5 separate regions of the Mus musculus genome follow, and regions 1, 2, 3 and 5 are each linked to region 4. A link is a contact called in public HiChIP or PLAC-seq and promoter capture Hi-C data. All regions are on one chromosome and are shown on one strand. The core of a region is the stretch at or near the end of the contact, and the rest is flanking DNA. Distances in the headings are between cores, read along the strand shown. Region 1 holds the start of Asb13 (ankyrin repeat and SOCS box-containing 13). Region 2 holds the start of Tasor2 (transcription activation suppressor family member 2). Region 3 holds the start of Net1 (neuroepithelial cell transforming gene 1). Region 4 holds the start of Akr1e1 (aldo-keto reductase family 1, member E1). Region 5 has its middle 26 kb from the start of Asb13.

Region 1 (3,023 bases), core at 181-2,680, 980 kb before region 4:
AGAAGGAATACCGAATCACAGAATCTCACTGCAAATGTGTGAAAATGAAGCCTATTTTTATCTGCCTAAAAACGTAGAAAACTTGCAAAGAAGCATGTGCAAGACCTGAGAGATGGCTCGGTCGTGGGCTTGCTGAGCCATCTGACAGGACCAGAGCTTGGATTCTCAGAGCTCAAGAAAAACTGGGCAATGTAAGCTGTCATTCATAATTCCAGCAGTCTTGCACCGTGATGGGAGGAGGAAGTGGACGGCTCTCTGAGAGCCCACAGGCCTGCCAGGTGCAGCGGTGAATAGGAGACCCCGTCTCAAACAAATCAGAAGGTCCTCAAGGACTAACACGGACTGTATCCTCTGACCTGCAAACACACATGTAGTCACATACACTCACATATACATCAAACAAAGCAAAACCAAAACAAATGCCCCTGCAAAACAAAACAAACAAAAACAAAACCACAAGAGCCAAAATTTGATAAACAAATGGCCAAATAGATACAGATCCTTTTACTAAAAGATTTGGAATTTTATTCCAAGGTTTATTCCAGAAGTTCGGGTTCCCAACAGATACCATTCAAGGTCTCCTAAACCTGTGGTCCAAGGTGCAGATGAAGTTTCCGGCCATCCAAGCATCCTTACCTCAAAGGATGACTTCTAGTGCTATTTCCAGTGATTCTGATGTTATCATGTTCAAGTCACGTTGTATTTCCTCCGTGAGCCTCTGTACTGGTCAAGATGAGAGTGTCTCCCAAGTATCTCACGTTTTTGGTTGACCTGGAACCCCCTGGGAAGACTGGTTTCTCCTTTCTGCTAGGTTGCTCATAGAGCTCCAACTCCTTCTGCTAAACTGGTTAGTGAAACACCTGATTAAAACCATTCACCAAGAAACGTGGTTTTCTTCAATGAATACCAGCTATTTGAAAGTTAAGATTTATTTTGAAAGAAAGAAAGAGAGGGAGGGAGAGAGGAAGGGAGGGAGAGAGAGAGAGAGAGAGAGAGAGAGAGAGAGAGAGAGGAAAGAAAGAAAGAAGTTAGGCATTTTGATCACCATCTTCAGTGAAAACGTTTTCTTCAAAGTTTCAGGCATGAAGAGACTGAATACTTTGCTCAGCGGGATCAGTGTAAACCACAGAAGGCCAGTTTTGGCAGCTAAACACTTTTTGCACATGGGCACGCGTTTGAGGAGCTAAACATTTTGCATACGAACGTATCTTTTAGCTAGGACACCGGGATTTAAGCTTTTCTGCCAAACACAGGAGTTGTTAATGGACGTATATTCACTGGTGTCAACACGGACACATATTTTGCACTCTTCTGATTTGCATGTCACCCTTCAGCAGTGACAGCGGAGTGGGGACGCTCAGGTGGCACGCGGCGGATACAGAAACTACAACTCCCAGCGGTGGCCATGGTAGCAATCAGGCCCCGCCCAGCGGCCTGCGCTCCGGGGTAGGTCTCGGTTTAGGTCCCGGCTCAGGTCCCAGAGCTCTGAGTCACAAGGCCGGTAGACAGGGGAGCCCAGCGGGCGAGCAGCATGGAGCCGCGCGCCGGGGACGGCTGCTTCCTGGGAGATGTGGGTACGTGTTTCGCGCCGCAACCGCCAAGGACACCACACCGGGGCTGGAGTCAGGACCAGGAGATCAGCACTTGGGGACAGAGCAAGCTCATGGGTGGCCTTTGTCCCAGAGATGGGCATCGCGCGCCGTTCCAAGTTGGTGGTCAGAGGCGTTGGGGTGGGGTGTAGTGATTCGAGTAGGGCCCGGACGATCCTGGTCATCTCAGACCGACGTTTAATGTCTGTCGCCCTGTTTCTAGCCGGTGCACTGTGCAGCTGGTCTTCTCTGTGATGCACCAGGTATGGGATTCAGAACCGCCAGTCTACCAGAGCACCGCACACTTTGGGGAGCATGCGGGGTCGTTGCCCAATTCACCCGCAGAGTCTGGAAAGTGTACACTGGTTGGCAGCCTCATCCGGAGCCTACTGCGGTCACTGCACCACGTTTGGTGCAGTGAATTGCTTGCGGGGCTTAAAGCATCCTACACATACCCTGTAGGTTGCAGCAGCTGCAACCAGGGAGTCTGCTCCAGAATGAGGTCATGGCCCAACACTGGGACATACCTGGTGCTGAAGAAGTGTCCTCTGTACCTTTGGGCTGTTTTAATCCATAAAATGAATTTGAAGGCAAAGGAGCATTCTTTGGAGAAGTACATTTTTTTTCTTGTTTACAAAATAATAATATGGTAAATAGAAAGGACAATGACATTGTGCTTCAATAGCTTGAAAATAAATAGAAGAAAGAAAGCCAAAATGTTCCTTTATGTGAGTTAAAAAAAAAGTAATGTAAGCCGGGCATGATGGCGCACGCCTTTAATCCCAGCACATGGGAGGCAGAGGCAGGAGGATTTCTGAGTTCGAGGACAGCCTGGTCTACAAAGTGTGTTCCAGGACAGCCAGGGCTACCCAGAGAAACTCTGTCTCAAAAACCAAAAAAAAAAAGTAATGTAAAGAAAATCGAGTTAATTTAGCTGCAATTTATTATGATTGTAATTACAATCATAACAAGGTAGATAGATCTTTTAATTGATTTCTTCAAAACAAACTCCTTCAGAACAATCAAAGCCTCTTTAATAAGCACCTGTTTTTCTTGGCACCCTTGGCTGGCACAAGACTTTGACCCTGATAGCGTGGTCACTATTTGATTCGTGTGACTAGGCAGTGGATGGCTAACCACAGAAGCCTACTAAGCATACATTTTTTTGTTCAGATAGGGGTTAGTCTGGCATCAGAGCCTGGCATGAGGGCTCTTACCTGTAATCCTAACCCTCAGAAAGTAGAGACAGTGGGGCTGTGAGTTCTAGGCCAACCTAGGCTATATGTCACAATATTTTCTCTAAATATTTTTTAAAAACACCACTCCCAAGTATATTTTCTGCATAGCTTGTGGAGAAATCTTTTTTTTTTTTTTCCTAGACGGGGTTTCTCTGTGTAGCCCTGGCTGTCCTGGAACTCACTCTGTAGACCAGGC
Region 2 (3,369 bases), core at 558-3,057, 1.0 Mb before region 4:
CCCCTATTATTGGATGGGTTAAGATGTTTAGAAAACAGTGCTACCATCCAGTAGCAGAGTAATAAAAACCATACCTAAGGGGAATGAACATTAAAAAAATAAAATCATCCCAAGGCATTTAACAGTGTGTCTAGAATTATCATAAGAATTTAATTCTACAGTTATCATCACCTAAACCCTGCTTACAATAGCTGCAGGGGAAAAACACAGCTCTGTAAAGAAGAAAATCTTAAAAATGTCCACTGACAAGACACAAAGGATAAACATATCCAATAATATTTGTGCTAATCAGATATGCTACAGGTAACAAGTAGTATCAGGCAAGTTTCCTGGCAGTTTTCAAATTTCAATTTACTTAAATGTTTGAACCAGAGAGATGCCATTTATCTTTCTTATTTAAAAAAAAAAAAGTAGGAAACAAATTGGCAACACACTCAAACATCATCTTCTTTAAAACTAATTATTGACAAATATTCGTGTTTTTTTTTTTTCTAACTTGGGCTCGCTAGGTATTGATATACACTGGTAACACTGGAGCTACCCTTTACCAAACAATTTCCCAATACGGGAGGTATTCGCTTACACTATCAGGTATATGTGCTTTGTCCTAAACCTCTTCGGTAGGATTTCCAACAATCTCAGATTCTATACTATGACATATTCACCCCGCCTTCCTTTTGCTCTTCTAAGGGGAAACACTGTTGAGTCCTCAGGTTGTTTATTATAGAGATTTAGGAAAGACTTTCATTCGCTTCCCAGTTCTAAGTTTCCCTTCAGAAAGAATACAGGGGGGAGGAGCTTAACAAGAGGCGCGTCAAACTGGTAAACGGAGATTAAGGGAGACTCGAGATCTTCCGAAATAGCTCCAGTTTTGAAAGTTAAGCCACGGTTTCCTACCAAGTGCCGGTTGGTGCTCCCCTCTAACCAACCTCGGGGCCAGCGTACTGGCAGATCCCTTCACCGCTGCTGCAGCCGTCGGCTGCTGTCTTCCATATGGGCAGGCCCACTTATACGTAATAAAGAAGTTAAACCATGCCGTGCGTTGCCATAGATTCTACAGAACCCCGAACTCCGACCTGAGGGTTTCCCCAAAACCCCTCAGGGGGATGAGCTAGGCCAACCCCAGGCAAGGGAAAACTTCAGTGCAGAAGGATCCCATCCATCCCTTGGGGGGATGGAGCTGCTCTGTGACCGGTGTCACAAAACAAACCGCGCCGGGCTTTCCGCCTCGGAACGCAGACACCCATCCGGACGACCGCCACGGGCTCGGTGGAAACCCCGTCTAACCTTAGCTTCTGCAAGGCGGAGCTGAGCGGAGGAGCGGGGGTTGGGAGGGTCCCGCATCCCGGGCGACCGAGGCGTCTGCCCAGTGGCCCCCCGCGCCGCCCTGCCCGCCCACCAGTACGCGCCCCGCGAGCCAGCCACGCTCTTGCTTCCCCACGGGGGTCCTCGCCCCGGACGCCCCAACACCTGAGGGAAGGAGCGTTACCTGTCGCCGGCGCGGCCGCCTTCCCTGAAGAGACGAGCTCACCACTCGGTGTCCTCCTCATGCTTTTCCAGCCCGTCCCTTTCTCCTCCTGACCCCTCGCTCCGCCGCGTCTCCCGACCTCGCCTCACGAGCCCGGGTGTCCCGGGCGCGCGCTAGCCCCGGTCCCCTCACTCAGCCTCACAAGCGAGAAGCCGCTTCCGAAACAAGCCAGGCGCGGGGAAGGCGTCCGCTCTCCAGCCCCCGGGGAACCAGCGACCGGAAGTGAAACCTCGTGCGCACGGAGAAAGAGAGCAGGCTCCGAAGACAGAAAGTGAAAACTAAAGCGCCGTGCTCGCCTCGCCAAGGCCAATCACAAGGAGCACAGCGACGCGCAGGCGCGACCGCCGCCAGCATCCACGTTGCTCCTGCTTTTCCAGTAGGCGCAGGCGCAGGGGGGGGAGGGCAAAGCTAGCTCCGGATTGGACGACCCAGCCTTCCTTGGCTTCTCGCGAGATGTAGGCGGCGGGATCTAGAAGGCGTGCACAGGAAATGAGGCTCCTCAGTCGGAACCTCTTCTAGTGTATTGTGGGTTACTCATGGCCGCTTTTCTGGCTTTTTCTGTACCAGGTGCTGTAATGGGACAGGGCAAGATAGTACAGAGACGCTTCCATCTTGTCTCCTTGCTGAGGCCATTTTAGGTTTAACTAAAAATGATTTTCTTGATGAAAAATTACCCAGATGTTCTTGACTGGAAGCGAAGATGTCACAGCTAACTTACTTTCTGTCAAACTGCTTGCTGGTCTACACCTCCTCCTGCAGCTCCTGAGTGCGATCCAGGATGTAGTTTTGCCTTTAAAAGCCCCTTGGTGTAAGGAAGGTGTAAATGCTCAGGGCTACACTTCGTCCGAAAACCTGAGTATAGTCCTAGCTGGCAGGAGTAAAGACAGTTAACTAGCTATAAACTGAAGGTCATCTTCAGTGACTCTGGTGATGCTGGTTGATCTAACCCAAGTGCCACATCTCACTGCTGTTTGATTTTGCGGAATGTTAAATCCATACAAAACTTAAGTTCATTGTGGGAGTTCTCCAGACGAACTTGAAATTTATTATTTATATGAGTGTTGAGGTGACTATAAGTAACAATTCAAGTCTATCCTTTCTATAGATAAGAACCGCTGAGAGAAATTAAGCAGTACCAAGGACCTTGTGCCACGGTTGAAATTTTGTTACGATGAGATTTAGTCATTCAGTGGGCGAGTATACTTGTGGCTAGTTCCATATTAAAAACTGGGATTGGAGAGATGGCTCAGCAGTTAAAAGCACCGACTGTTCTTCTGAAGGTCCTGAGTTCAAACCCAGCAACCACATGGTGGCTCACAACCATCTGTAATGAGATCTGATGTCCTCTTCTGGTGCATCTGAAGACAGCTACAGTGTACTTAAAACATATAATAATAATAATAATAATAAGGGCTAGAGAGATGGCTCAGTGGTTAAGAGCACGACTGCTCTTCCGAAGGTCATAAGTTCAAATCCCAGCAACCACATGATGACAACCATCTGTAATGAGATCTGATGCCCTCTTTTGGGGTGTCTGAAGATAGCTACAGTGTACTTACATATAATAAATAAATCTTTTAAAAAATAATAATAGGGGTGGGTATGGGGGACTTTTGGGATATCATTGAAAATGTAAACAAGGAAAATACCTAATAAGAAAATAAATTAAAAAAAATAATAATTAACTAAAAATTATGGTCACCAGCAAGGTAAAGACAGACGCTACTCATATCTGAGTTCATTGTAAAGGTGAATTAAATTATAAGCTACCACAGTTATTTCAGGTAATAACATGGTGCGAAAATGAATGAAATGCTAGTAAATGAAGTTGGAGGTGGAAG
Region 3 (3,448 bases), core at 173-2,672, 690 kb before region 4:
ACAATTCCTCTTCTCACCAATAGTCCTATGGATGTAAGACCACCTACAGTCCACCAGTTTCCATGGAGAACAGCTCTGGTACAGAAGTACAATATGAGTTTGTGGCCAGCGTCTCTACACAGGTAGTGAGTTCTGGGGTAACCAAGTTACACAGTGAGAACTTGTCTCAGAAACAAAACCAAAAAAACCCTGAAATCATGTCAAGTGGACCATGGGGATGTCTGAAAAGATGGAGCAGACACAGCACTGTTACTTTAACAGATTTAAAACTGACAGACAAGATTTCTGCCGAGTTTTCTGCCGAGGCCCATGATAAGTACTGATGTTCACACAGTGCCTTATATGAGGCAGACACTATCATAAACTCACTATGTAGACGTAGATTTGAACAAAGTTACATACTTTGTAACTCAATGTCTAACGTTATAATGGGAAACCATTGCATTCAGTACTTTGAGACCATTTCTCATATTTCGAAGGGCAAAAGAATGACAGAGTAGTCCAGACAAATGCCATTTCAATTTCCTATTTAATAAAAATATTATGACTCCCACAGCCTCTCTTCCAGACACAGATTTCTGAAATCAACCTAGTGTTTGCCTTTCCCAGACACATAGAAATGAAGATACAACACAGAATGTGAAAATGTGCTAATAACTGAAAAGCCAGAAAGAGTCTTTCTCTGATCTCTTCATTCCAGGAGCCTGTCCTGTTCTGGTCTGCAAAGGACATTTCATTTGAACAGCCGCTTTTAGGCTGAAAGGGTTGGTATCTGTTCAGGTGACAATTCCTCTTCTCATCACAGGGTCCACGACAGTCTTGATCTGAGCGCCTGCATCCACAACTAGTTTCTGGTAGAGAACAGCTCTGGTGCAGATGTACGGTTCCCCAGGGACGGGGTTAAAGGAGATTGTCAACAAGTCCAACGAGTCCACCCCTTCTACGCAGGGCCGAGCAGTCGCTGTGCAGCCCTCGGTGCAGCCCGCCGGGCAGCGCACTCTCCTCCCGCGGCATTTCTGCCCGGCCTTCCCCAACCTCCCCTACTGCACTGCCAGTCCTTGGTCACCCACCGTCCAGTCCATCCCGTCCTGAGTCTCCAGACTCGGTCCCCGGCTCTCACCCACCTCCCGCCACCCTCACCTCTCGTTCGCCGCCGGCCCGGGTGTGTCGGCCGGAAGCCCCGCGGCAGGTTCCTCGCTGAGCATTGAGACCCTGCGGCTTCTCCTCCGAGGTCGGGGCTGCTTCTGAGCCGCCGGCTCTGGCTCCATGTCCGGAGAAGGGGGGTTGGTGGGGCGGTGGCCCAGTGCCCAGGAGACCGATCGTGGCGGGCACAATGCCCGCCAGCTTCTGCGAGGCAGCAAGTCGCCTTCTAGCAGAGAGCGGCTACCGCCGTCATCCGGGGATTTGAAAATGGCGGCTGCCCAGAGATCGGCCAATCAGAGAGTGGGAAGCGGTTGCTAGGCTACGTGGAGTCCCGCCCTAATCAGAAGACTTCATACCAAACTTTTAGGAGCTCCAGTGACAAAGGGAAAGTGGTAAGGTGAAAGTTAGGAATTTGGGGATTTATTTTAACTACACACCTTACTCCTGAAAGGCAGTCTCTATTCACTAGAACTTTCACTTGCAGGGCAGGAAAATGGATCGGAAGCTGTTTATCATTTGTTGTTGTTTAGCGTTAGACAGGATGAAGGTATTGACCCCAAAGCAAGAGGCAGTTGGACGTATAAACACTAAGTTATACATGTGGAATATATTCCCAATTGCCAAAGACAATACTTTGTTCTCCAGGATGTCTCTAGAGAACCAGTGAAATCTAGTTATGTACTCCTGTCTTTCAGTAAGTAGGACACAGTCGCTTTACCGAATGGAAAGGGCTGCTTTCTCTGCTTGCAAGACTGCAAAACGTGCAGCATGAAACAAGGGACCCTGCTCAGGTTATTATGTGAAGATTGGTAAATAAAAACGTTCTCTGATTTTAAATATCGCTAATGGTCTTAAATGTAGTCTCTCTTGTATACAGGGAGATATTAATGATGTTGTGTATAATAGAAAAATTAAAGGCAATCTAAATGAATGACTGGGAGATGTCTAAATATAACTGATTAACTGTGAAGACTGCATTCAGCCGATAAAGAAATGGTCTTCTTCAGGGAATACCATTGGTTAGCCAATACTAACAGCTAGCCCTGAAAACATACAAATAACATCATACAGACTGAGCTGGCTGTATTTGTGTATTTAGGAACATATATGTATAACATATTGTTACATATTGACTATGTAACAATAATTAATAAAAAGAGTCCATGAATGTGAAAGATAGCAAGAAGGGGTATAGGAGAGAGTTGGGAAGGAGAAAAGAGAAGGGAGAAAATGGTGTGATTATATTATAATCTTGAAAATAAAAGAAAATTAAAAATAAGAGGTATATAGTAAAACAAAACATTGTGATTTTAACTGAAAGCATAAAATATGAAATATAGAACAATGATGGCTAGTTTTATGTCAATTTAGAAAAATTCTGTTTTAGGGTTTTACTGCTGTGAACAGACACCATGAAAGAGACAGCCCTTATAAGGACAATATTTAATTGGGGCTGGAATACAGATTCAGTCCATTATCATCAAGGCAGGAACATGGCAGCATCCAGGCAGGCATGGTACAGGAAGAGCTGAGAGTTCTATATCTTCATCTGAAGGCTGCTAGCAGAATACTGGCTTCCAGGCAGATAGAACAAGGGTATTCAAGCTCACACCCACAGTGACACACTTACTCCAACAAGGCCATGCCTCCAAACAGTGCCACTCCCTGGGCCAAGCATATTCAAACCATGACAAACCCTCTCTAATATTAGGCGGTAGGTAAGTCTATAGAACATTTTCTTAATTAGTAGTTGATGGGAAATAGGCCAGCCCATCATGGCTATACCATTCTTGGGCTGGTAGTCCTGGGTTCTGTAAGAAAGTAGGGAGAGGAAGACATGACGAACAAGCTAGTAAGCACTCTTCCACGGCCTCTGCGTCAGCTCTTGCCTCCAGGTTCCTGCACTGCTTGGGTTCCTGTCCTGACTTCCCTTGATGATGAACTGTGATATAGAAGTGTAAGCTGAATAAACCCTCCTCAAGTTTTTTTCCCCCTCTGTCACAGTGTTTTATCACAGTAATAGAAACCCTATGACAAATCATGAAGTGATTTGTGAGGGGAGTGTGAGTAAAATAAGCCCTCCCCCCTCCAAGTTGCTTTTGATAATGGTGTTTCATCATAGAATAGTAATCCTACCCACAAAAGAACTATAATTAATTATAAATCACTCTTTGTAATTATACAGAATAGAAAGTTGAGATTAATTAAATTTTTCTAGGTGGTAAGACTTTTGGCACTTAAAAATGCTTTTTATTTTTATTTTCTTGATTTAAGAATTCTTAAACAGAGTGAGATACTGGAGAAA
Region 4 (3,369 bases), core at 286-2,785:
GTGGGAAAGTATAGCCAAGCAATACATAAATACTCAAATCAGTAAAGCAGTATGAACATCAGCCAGACCAAAAGGTAGAGAATGGAACGTCATAGTCAGAATATGATTAATATTCTGTTCTGCTATCTTTACTCATTCTGGAAACAGGGTGCTTTTCAGCTCTTGCTGTGTTGTGCTTCCCGATTACAGAAGGGCTAAGAACAGCTGGGGCAGGAAGCGGTCTGATATTTAGCACCCAGGGATGCATGAATCAACTGTAAACATAAAACAAGTATCACACACATGGACTCACTCAATATCTGTAGGGTACACACAGGAAAAGCTTAGTGAGACACAGACATTTCCATCAAATATGAAAAGTGTAGCTCAAGGTAGCTTTGAATTTGATCTCTTCCTTGCTTTGTCCTAAATGACTTGGTTATTGGATCAAGGGGATATACATATCTAGCATAGCGACATTATTTAAGATCATCAGTCAGTGTCACATTTGCTATGGTTTTCCATTGCCTTCACATATTTTGAAAGTCATATTCCTGTGTCTTCAGGAGATAGAATTAAATGCTTCAATTGTGTTGGGAGGGTGATTCCCCCCCCCCCACACACACAGTTTTATTTATTTATTATTTTATTGACATTTCTTTCATCTCACATCTCAGCATTCACTATGTGGTACCAAAGAACACTCAAATCACCAAATTGCCAAAATAATAATAATAATAATAATAATCCCATCCTTTTTACAAAAAATTCTGGAGAAACATTTATTTGAAAACCTTCCTATAAACAGAATTTTTAAATTTACTTTTTTATCAAAAACAAAACAAAACAAAACCCCCAAACCATAAAAAGAAACAAATTTTGATCATGCCTCCCCCTCCCCCACAACTTGTCCCAGAGTCAGACAGGCCTATTCAACTATTCAACTTCACGTTCATTATGCCCTACATTCAAAATCAACTGAGCAAGCAGTGTAACTACTCGCAAATATCTCTAATGTCGCTAGTGGACTCCAGAAGTAGACATTACACTTACATCGGTGCAATTATTTAATTATTTTTATTTGGTTTGTTTTAGCATGCAAAGTAGCACGCTTCCTTGTGGCCATTTGACACACACTCGGTTTTGCTGTGCCAAGATGAGTGCCACTAGGCATAAATGATTTTTCGGAGGCTGGGGGTCCGTGATTAGCTCACACAAGGCTAGGTTAACAGCACACTGCTTTATTTAAAGTTAGTCTAACAGCTTTGAATCCTCGCAGGGAGCAGGGTGTTTTAGGATCACAGGAGAGAGAGTCCAACTTCTCCTCTAATCCGTCTGGGGGAAAACCTTAATCAGAGCCCGGGTCTGGAAGGAATCACCCTAGGCAAAAGAAATCCCGTGCCCCTGGCTGTTTTTGAGCATGTACTCATCAGGCTCCGGGACCCTTAGCCCCACCCACACCGGAGTGTGTCCTCACCTTCCAGGTGCCCAAGCCCACTGTAGGGATGTTTTCCATGGTTCCCCTTTGCTCAAAGGCTCAGCCTCTTCCTGCACTTTAGCGGCCAGAGAGCGTTCCAGGGACCTCAGGAAATGCCGTGATAGGCTGGAGTTCTGGCAGTTTAATTGGCTGATGGAGAGGTCGCTTGGTGCTCTGATTGGCTGAGAGCATAGTCCATCTTTCAGGGGACCTAAGCAATTGGGTTTGGTTGTGCTTTATCTCTGTCCTAAATCCTCTATGATCCTAAGAATTCCGTCTCCGAGCAACCTGCCTAAAGCCCAGATCCAGTGCTCTGTCCTTCTTGCAAACAGGCTGTGGTTCAGGATATTTCCTGGACATCAGATGTTTTAGATTGATGATCGTTTCTAGTATCCTGGAAAAAACAGGTTTGACTATATCAGCTGTCTTGAACCTTGCAATGATGATGAGTGCTACTTTGAGGTGATTGCCATTTTAGTAATAGAGGAAATATAATCTGAATATCATTTTTAAGGTGTGTCTTATGGAATTAAAAAAATCAAGATTAAAAATTAAACATCTCTGGAAGATTATTCACTGTAATAAGAACTAATAATAAGGGAGGTCATTTAAAGAGAGCAAATAGTATATAGGCAGATTTTGAGGGAGGAAAAGGAAGAGAGAAATGTAATTATAATTGCAAACAAAACAAAACAAAACAAAAACAAAAACCCAAGGGTCTTCCCACAAGATAATCCCTCAAAGGAATGCCTACAAGACTGTCTCCCAGGTGATTTTTAGGTCTTATTCAGTTGGCAATAATCCTAAAATCACAAGCTGAAACATCTAGAAGGAACCAGAAAACCAGCCCATAAACGCAAAGGTAAATAGCTATTTCGAAAATATTAGCATTACTAAGATGATTAGAAAAATTGAAGATTTGCGTGTTACAGTGCTTAGAATTTTGTATCCTTCACTATGTTTGTTAATAACTTATTAAAAACTTAGCAGAATTCAACAATTTTACAATTTCAACCCAAAGTTTTGTTTTGTTATTTTAATTTCTCTGTTGCCATATTACACATCTGTTCATTTGTTTGAGTTTTTCAAGTGCTCATGGCAGATGCACTGTGGATGTGGAAAACTCTACATCTTCTCCAGTTCTCTTTTTTTATTTATATTTTGTAAAAATGGCAAAGTTAAGCCATTAACGGTCAGACAACTATTTGTAGCTTTCGATCTTTATGCAGATTAACATGGAAGTATCCATTTGCAAGAGGATGTGTTTTCAGATGTTCAATATTATTAGTACTCTCTCTCTCTGATAAGCTTTTATTACTCATAGCGACACTTACACTTTCAGTTCATAAATCTATAGAAATATTGTCCTATCTTTAAATGATTTCTATCATTTCATAAAAGGGTAGTTTGATCTAGGGATGCCTTCTTTTTTAATGGTCATTTCAGATTTCTTAGGTAGTAATTTAGCAGAAACCAATGTTACAGATGTAAATACTTGAAAAACATACAAGCATGCTTTACAAGAAATTATTGAAACCTCAAAATTTGATGAGGTAGTTTATTTTAACACACAGAAAACTTTTGCCAGGTTCTCATGGCAGGCAGAGACAAATATATACACTAACATATACATAATGAACATATACACATGCATATGTATATGTGAATGCAAATACATCTGCTCAATTATCCATTCAATAAACAGCATATTCTGGTCAGTACAAGCAACTTAACAAGGGTAAACCGGAAATATTTGGATGCCATTAGGTTAATTTTGCATATGTATTTAATAAATGTCATTTTAGAAAACACATTTTATTCTTATATATAGGTAATTGTGAGAAAAATCAACAAATTTAAAGGGCAAGCTGGTAACTACACAGGAGACACTTCACCTAAACTTTGGAACTATT
Region 5 (3,463 bases), core at 435-2,934, 950 kb before region 4:
CAAGCTATAATAGTGCCTGTGATGGTTTGTATATGCTTGGCCCAGGGAGTGTCACTATTAGGAGGTGTGGCCTTGTTGGAGTAGGTGTGGCCTTGGAGTAGGTGTGCCACTGTGGGCTTGGGTTTTAATACCCTCATCCTAGCTGCCTGGAAGTGAGTCTTCCCCTAGCAGCCTTCAGATAAAGATTAGAACTCTCAGCTCCTCCTGCACCATGCCTGCCTGGACTCTGCCACGGTCCCTCCTTGATGATAATGGACTGAACCTCTGAACCTGTAAGCCAGCCCCAATTAAACACTGTCCTTATAAGAGTTGGCTTGGTTATGGTGTCTGGTCACAGCAGTAAACCTCAGACAATGCCCTTTTAAAAGAGTTACTAGAGAGCTGCTGTGTCCTCTCTGTCACACAGGAACACAATGAGCAGTGCCATTCATGAACCAGAACACAGTTCTTTACACAGGCAGATATTTTAAGTGATTTTGGACTCCTCATCCAGTCAATTAACAATGCATGGTTTTGTATTCAATTAACAATTGATTAATATAATTAACTGACTATGACAGAGCTTAGGTTTGGCTACATCTCGTCCAGGTAATAAAGGAGAGCTGCCAAGCCACCAAAGGTACTGTTCTGCCCAGGGCTGTGGGGAAGACATCATTTCTGAAAGAGATTATGTATTTGAATGATCAAAGAGTGAACAAACATGATTAAACTTACCGACTGTAAAAAGTACAATGTAAAATACAGGCTTTTACTTTATGCTGAACTTGGGGAAAGCAGGAGGATGCAAGGAGAGGTAAAGTAAAGAGGCAAGGAGAAAGCTTCATCAAAATGCTGAAGGCTGTAGCTTGAATTTCTTCAAGCTATTTTGAATTTTTTTCAAAATACAGAAATTCCTTGTGTCCAGGAGATAGCTTGGTTGGTAAAATTCCTGCAAACCCAAGGACCTGAGTTTCATCCCCAGAATCCATTCAGAAACAAAAGCTACATGGTGGGTGGTGTGTGCTTGCGATTCCAGTGAGGGAGAGGGAGAGGACAGTGCGTCCCTGGCTTCAGGCTCTTCCTATACTCTCCTGAGTTCGTGGAAAAAGTAGTCCTTACAGTAGTTACTTTTCTCAGAGTAGTCACCTGGGAGCGTGCTGCTAGCTGGCAGACAGTCTGATTTCCCCGAACGACCAGAGGTCCCAGTTTCTGTAGAGGAATTTCCCAAGAAAATAACATGCAGCCGAGGGCTTACTCTGGTGTTCTTATGAGGAAAGAAACTGTCACTGCTCCGTTGCTTGTATGGAAGCAGTGGCTTCCTGACACATAGAGCCATTACATTGTGGGATTAGCAGTGACATGTGAGGCTGTCCAAAGGTGTCCATCTGGTGGGTAGGACATTGCTATGAGTTATTGTTTCCTGTGGAAAATAGAAGTAGCTCCCTCCTCGTGAGGGCGCTCAAAGGGAAAACTTGATCCACTGGGAGATATGATATACAAAAGAAAGATAGTTCAAGATTGCTTATCCTTATTCGTCCACATGATAGAGATATGGAGAACACTTGTGGATCCCTTCCATTCATCAATCATTTATTACAGTGTTCGGAACACGAGGAAGAAAATAATGGTTCTCACCTGGTCTGAGAACCATCTGTTATCCATGGGCACAAAGTACAAACAGTTACAGTGCTCAGTTACGCAATCTCAAATGCTTGCCTGAATCGGGAAGTCTAACAAGGTGCAGCAGATGGCAAAGTGAAACCCAGATTTAAGATCTGTAAAGCACAGTTCCTAGTTAGGGGATATTTCTCCAGGAAGCGGACAGCAGAGTTCATAGTTGAAAAGTAAGTAGCTGTGGCCTAGTAATTTAACGTGGTAAGATCTGAGCAGCAGGCTCTCTAAAACGCCAGACAGTACAGACCACCAGTTAAACTGAGACCGGAAGTTCAAAGGAGAGAGGATTGTGTAGAGGAGAAGGATAGCCCCTCTGTATACACACCCCACTAGCACCTCTGGAAACCTAGTAGAACGTTAACCCCTGGGATTCATCTGAGACTTACTTGAAATGCAAATGGTGAGCCTGGGAGCCTGCATTTTAACAAGGCCCTTCAGCTACTCAGATGAAAGCTATAAGTTTAAGAAATTAAAATTCTAGCCTGACATGTACAGAATCCTACACTCAGATTGCCCAGCACTGCTTAAAACAGGTGTGATAGATAACACACTCCCCAGTCCCAGCATTCAGGAGGTGAAGTTAAGAGGATCAGAAGTTTCAAGTGATCTTTTTGAGCTCTATGTCAGTTTGGACTGTATAACACCCTGACAAAGAAGAAAGAGGAGGAAAAGGAGGAGGAGGAGGAGGAAGGAGAGGAGGAAGAGATGGAGGAGGAGGAAGGAGCAGCAGCAGGAGGATAGCAGTAAGAATGGGAGGAGAAAAAGGAAGGGAGTGAGGGGAGAAAGAAAAGAAAGAAGGTCTGCTCTGTGAATAGAGCCTTCTGCAGCTTTGTAGCTCTATGTCCAGTTCATTGGCTATGATCCTTGTCTTAATGAAGAGAATTTGACCTCTGTTTTTCTCATTTTCCTCTGCTCTCATATCTTGTAAACTCTAAAGAGTCAATGTTACACTAATCTAAGAGTAACAGATGCTGATCACAAGGAATCTCTGGTCTTAAACCAGAAGTTTTTTTTTTTTTTTTTTTTTTTTCCAGAAAAAATCTGGAGGTGGTAGGCCGTGCTGCCTATAGTTTATTGCAGAAGCTGGTGTTTCTTCTTCTTCTTCTTCTTCTTCTTCTTCTTCTTCTTCTTCGTCTTCGTCTTCGTCTTCGTCTTCGTCTTCGTCTTCGTCTCCGTCTCCGTCTCCGTCTCCGTCTCCGTCTCCGTCTCCTCTTCCTTCTGCTGCTGTCAAGGCTCAGATAGTTAATATTTTTAGCTCTGTAGTCCACATCATCTCTCTCTCTGTAGCTACTCTGTTGTTTGTGACCAATGTCAGCCTTAGGTCAGTAAGCATGAGGCTGTGCTTCAATAAAATCTTATTTACAGAAAGAAGTGGTGAATCCAGATTTGGTTCATGTACTGTAGTTGGACGACCCTTGTAAAAGCTCAACTATATCAAGTAAAGCATTTTTATTATTCTCTTAACCATTCATAGCTTCTTAATGGCTGCCATGGCACCAGTCAACGTTACCCATGTTCTACCAGGAAGAGAAAGGAAGAGCTGGAGTCCTCATCTACAGCGTTGGTTTGTTGTTATTTGTTTCTTGGTTCATTGACATTCATAAAATGTAAGTTTCTCTTAGTAAGAAAGACTAGAAAGTAAGCAGATCATAGCCCAGCAGCTGCTAACACAGCTCTCCCGCCCCTCCATTAAATCTCCCAGTTCTTCCAATAGTGCTGTGTGAAGCACAATGCAGGAAATTAGTCCATAACACCTTCTTAGTTACCTGATTCTGGTCTCTCTCACCAAACTTCATTTTTGAGTTCTTAG

The links. Promoter capture Hi-C pulls out the DNA fragments that hold promoters and counts their contacts. HiChIP or PLAC-seq counts read pairs in DNA pulled down with a chosen protein or histone mark.
Region 1: a contact with region 4 is called in a promoter capture Hi-C map of pre-B cells. The contact joins the promoter of Asb13 here to the promoter of Akr1e1 in region 4. A contact is called at or near these places in 8 of 39 promoter capture datasets (the 3T3-L1 cell line, 3T3-L1-derived adipocytes, cranial neural crest and 4 more) and 2 of 115 datasets of contacts at active chromatin or transcription factors (bone marrow-derived macrophages and embryonic stem cells).
Region 2: a FOXA1 HiChIP or PLAC-seq map of pancreatic cancer cells shows a contact between it and region 4. The contact joins the promoter of Tasor2 here to the promoter of Akr1e1 in region 4. A contact is called at or near these places in 6 of 39 promoter capture datasets (the 3T3-L1 cell line, 3T3-L1-derived adipocytes, hematopoietic stem and progenitor cells and 2 more) and 2 of 115 datasets of contacts at active chromatin or transcription factors (astrocytes and pancreatic cancer cells).
Region 3: a promoter capture Hi-C map of the HPC-7 cell line shows a contact between it and region 4. The contact joins the promoter of Net1 here to the promoter of Akr1e1 in region 4. A contact is called at or near these places in 8 of 39 promoter capture datasets (the 3T3-L1 cell line, the HPC-7 cell line, cranial neural crest and 4 more), 7 of 484 Hi-C or Micro-C datasets (the G1E-ER4 cell line, Sertoli cells, Th1 cells and 4 more), 2 of 115 datasets of contacts at active chromatin or transcription factors (astrocytes and pancreatic cancer cells) and 1 of 9 other capture datasets (adipose tissue).
Region 5: a contact with region 4 is called in a promoter capture Hi-C map of liver, with 2.8 times the contacts expected there. The contact joins the enhancer-like site here to the promoter of Akr1e1 in region 4. A contact is called at or near these places in 7 of 39 promoter capture datasets (the 3T3-L1 cell line, 3T3-L1-derived adipocytes, embryonic stem cells and 3 more), 8 of 484 Hi-C or Micro-C datasets (the 63-12 cell line, B cells, the G1E-ER4 cell line and 4 more) and 1 of 115 datasets of contacts at active chromatin or transcription factors (astrocytes).

The regions. Positions count from the first base shown.
Region 1 is chr13:3,632,602-3,635,624 of GRCm38.p6, forward strand. Asb13 (ankyrin repeat and SOCS box-containing 13) reads left to right here and starts at 1,431. Exons shown (of 6, transcript NM_178283.4): 1 at 1,431-1,574. The coding sequence starts at 1,532.
Region 2 is chr13:3,609,301-3,612,669 of GRCm38.p6, forward strand. It overlaps Tasor2 (transcription activation suppressor family member 2), which reads right to left and starts at 1,808. Exons shown (of 20, transcript NM_134063.3): 1 at 1,490-1,808.
Region 3 is chr13:3,916,798-3,920,245 of GRCm38.p6, forward strand. It overlaps Net1 (neuroepithelial cell transforming gene 1), which reads right to left and starts at 1,423. Exons shown (of 12, transcript NM_019671.3): 1 at 1,141-1,423. The coding sequence starts at 1,268.
Region 4 is chr13:4,607,629-4,610,997 of GRCm38.p6, forward strand. Akr1e1 (aldo-keto reductase family 1, member E1) reads right to left here and starts at 1,536. Exons shown (of 10, transcript NM_018859.2): 1 at 1,457-1,536. The coding sequence starts at 1,495.
Region 5 is chr13:3,658,022-3,661,484 of GRCm38.p6, forward strand. No RefSeq gene overlaps it. Among named protein-coding and RNA genes, the nearest start is that of Asb13, 26 kb to the left of the region's middle. Within about 2 kb of position 1,685, at least 20 of the 459 cell types and tissues checked have an H3K27ac peak or open chromatin away from gene starts, as enhancers often do. A contact at or near this core is called in liver, where this site is marked.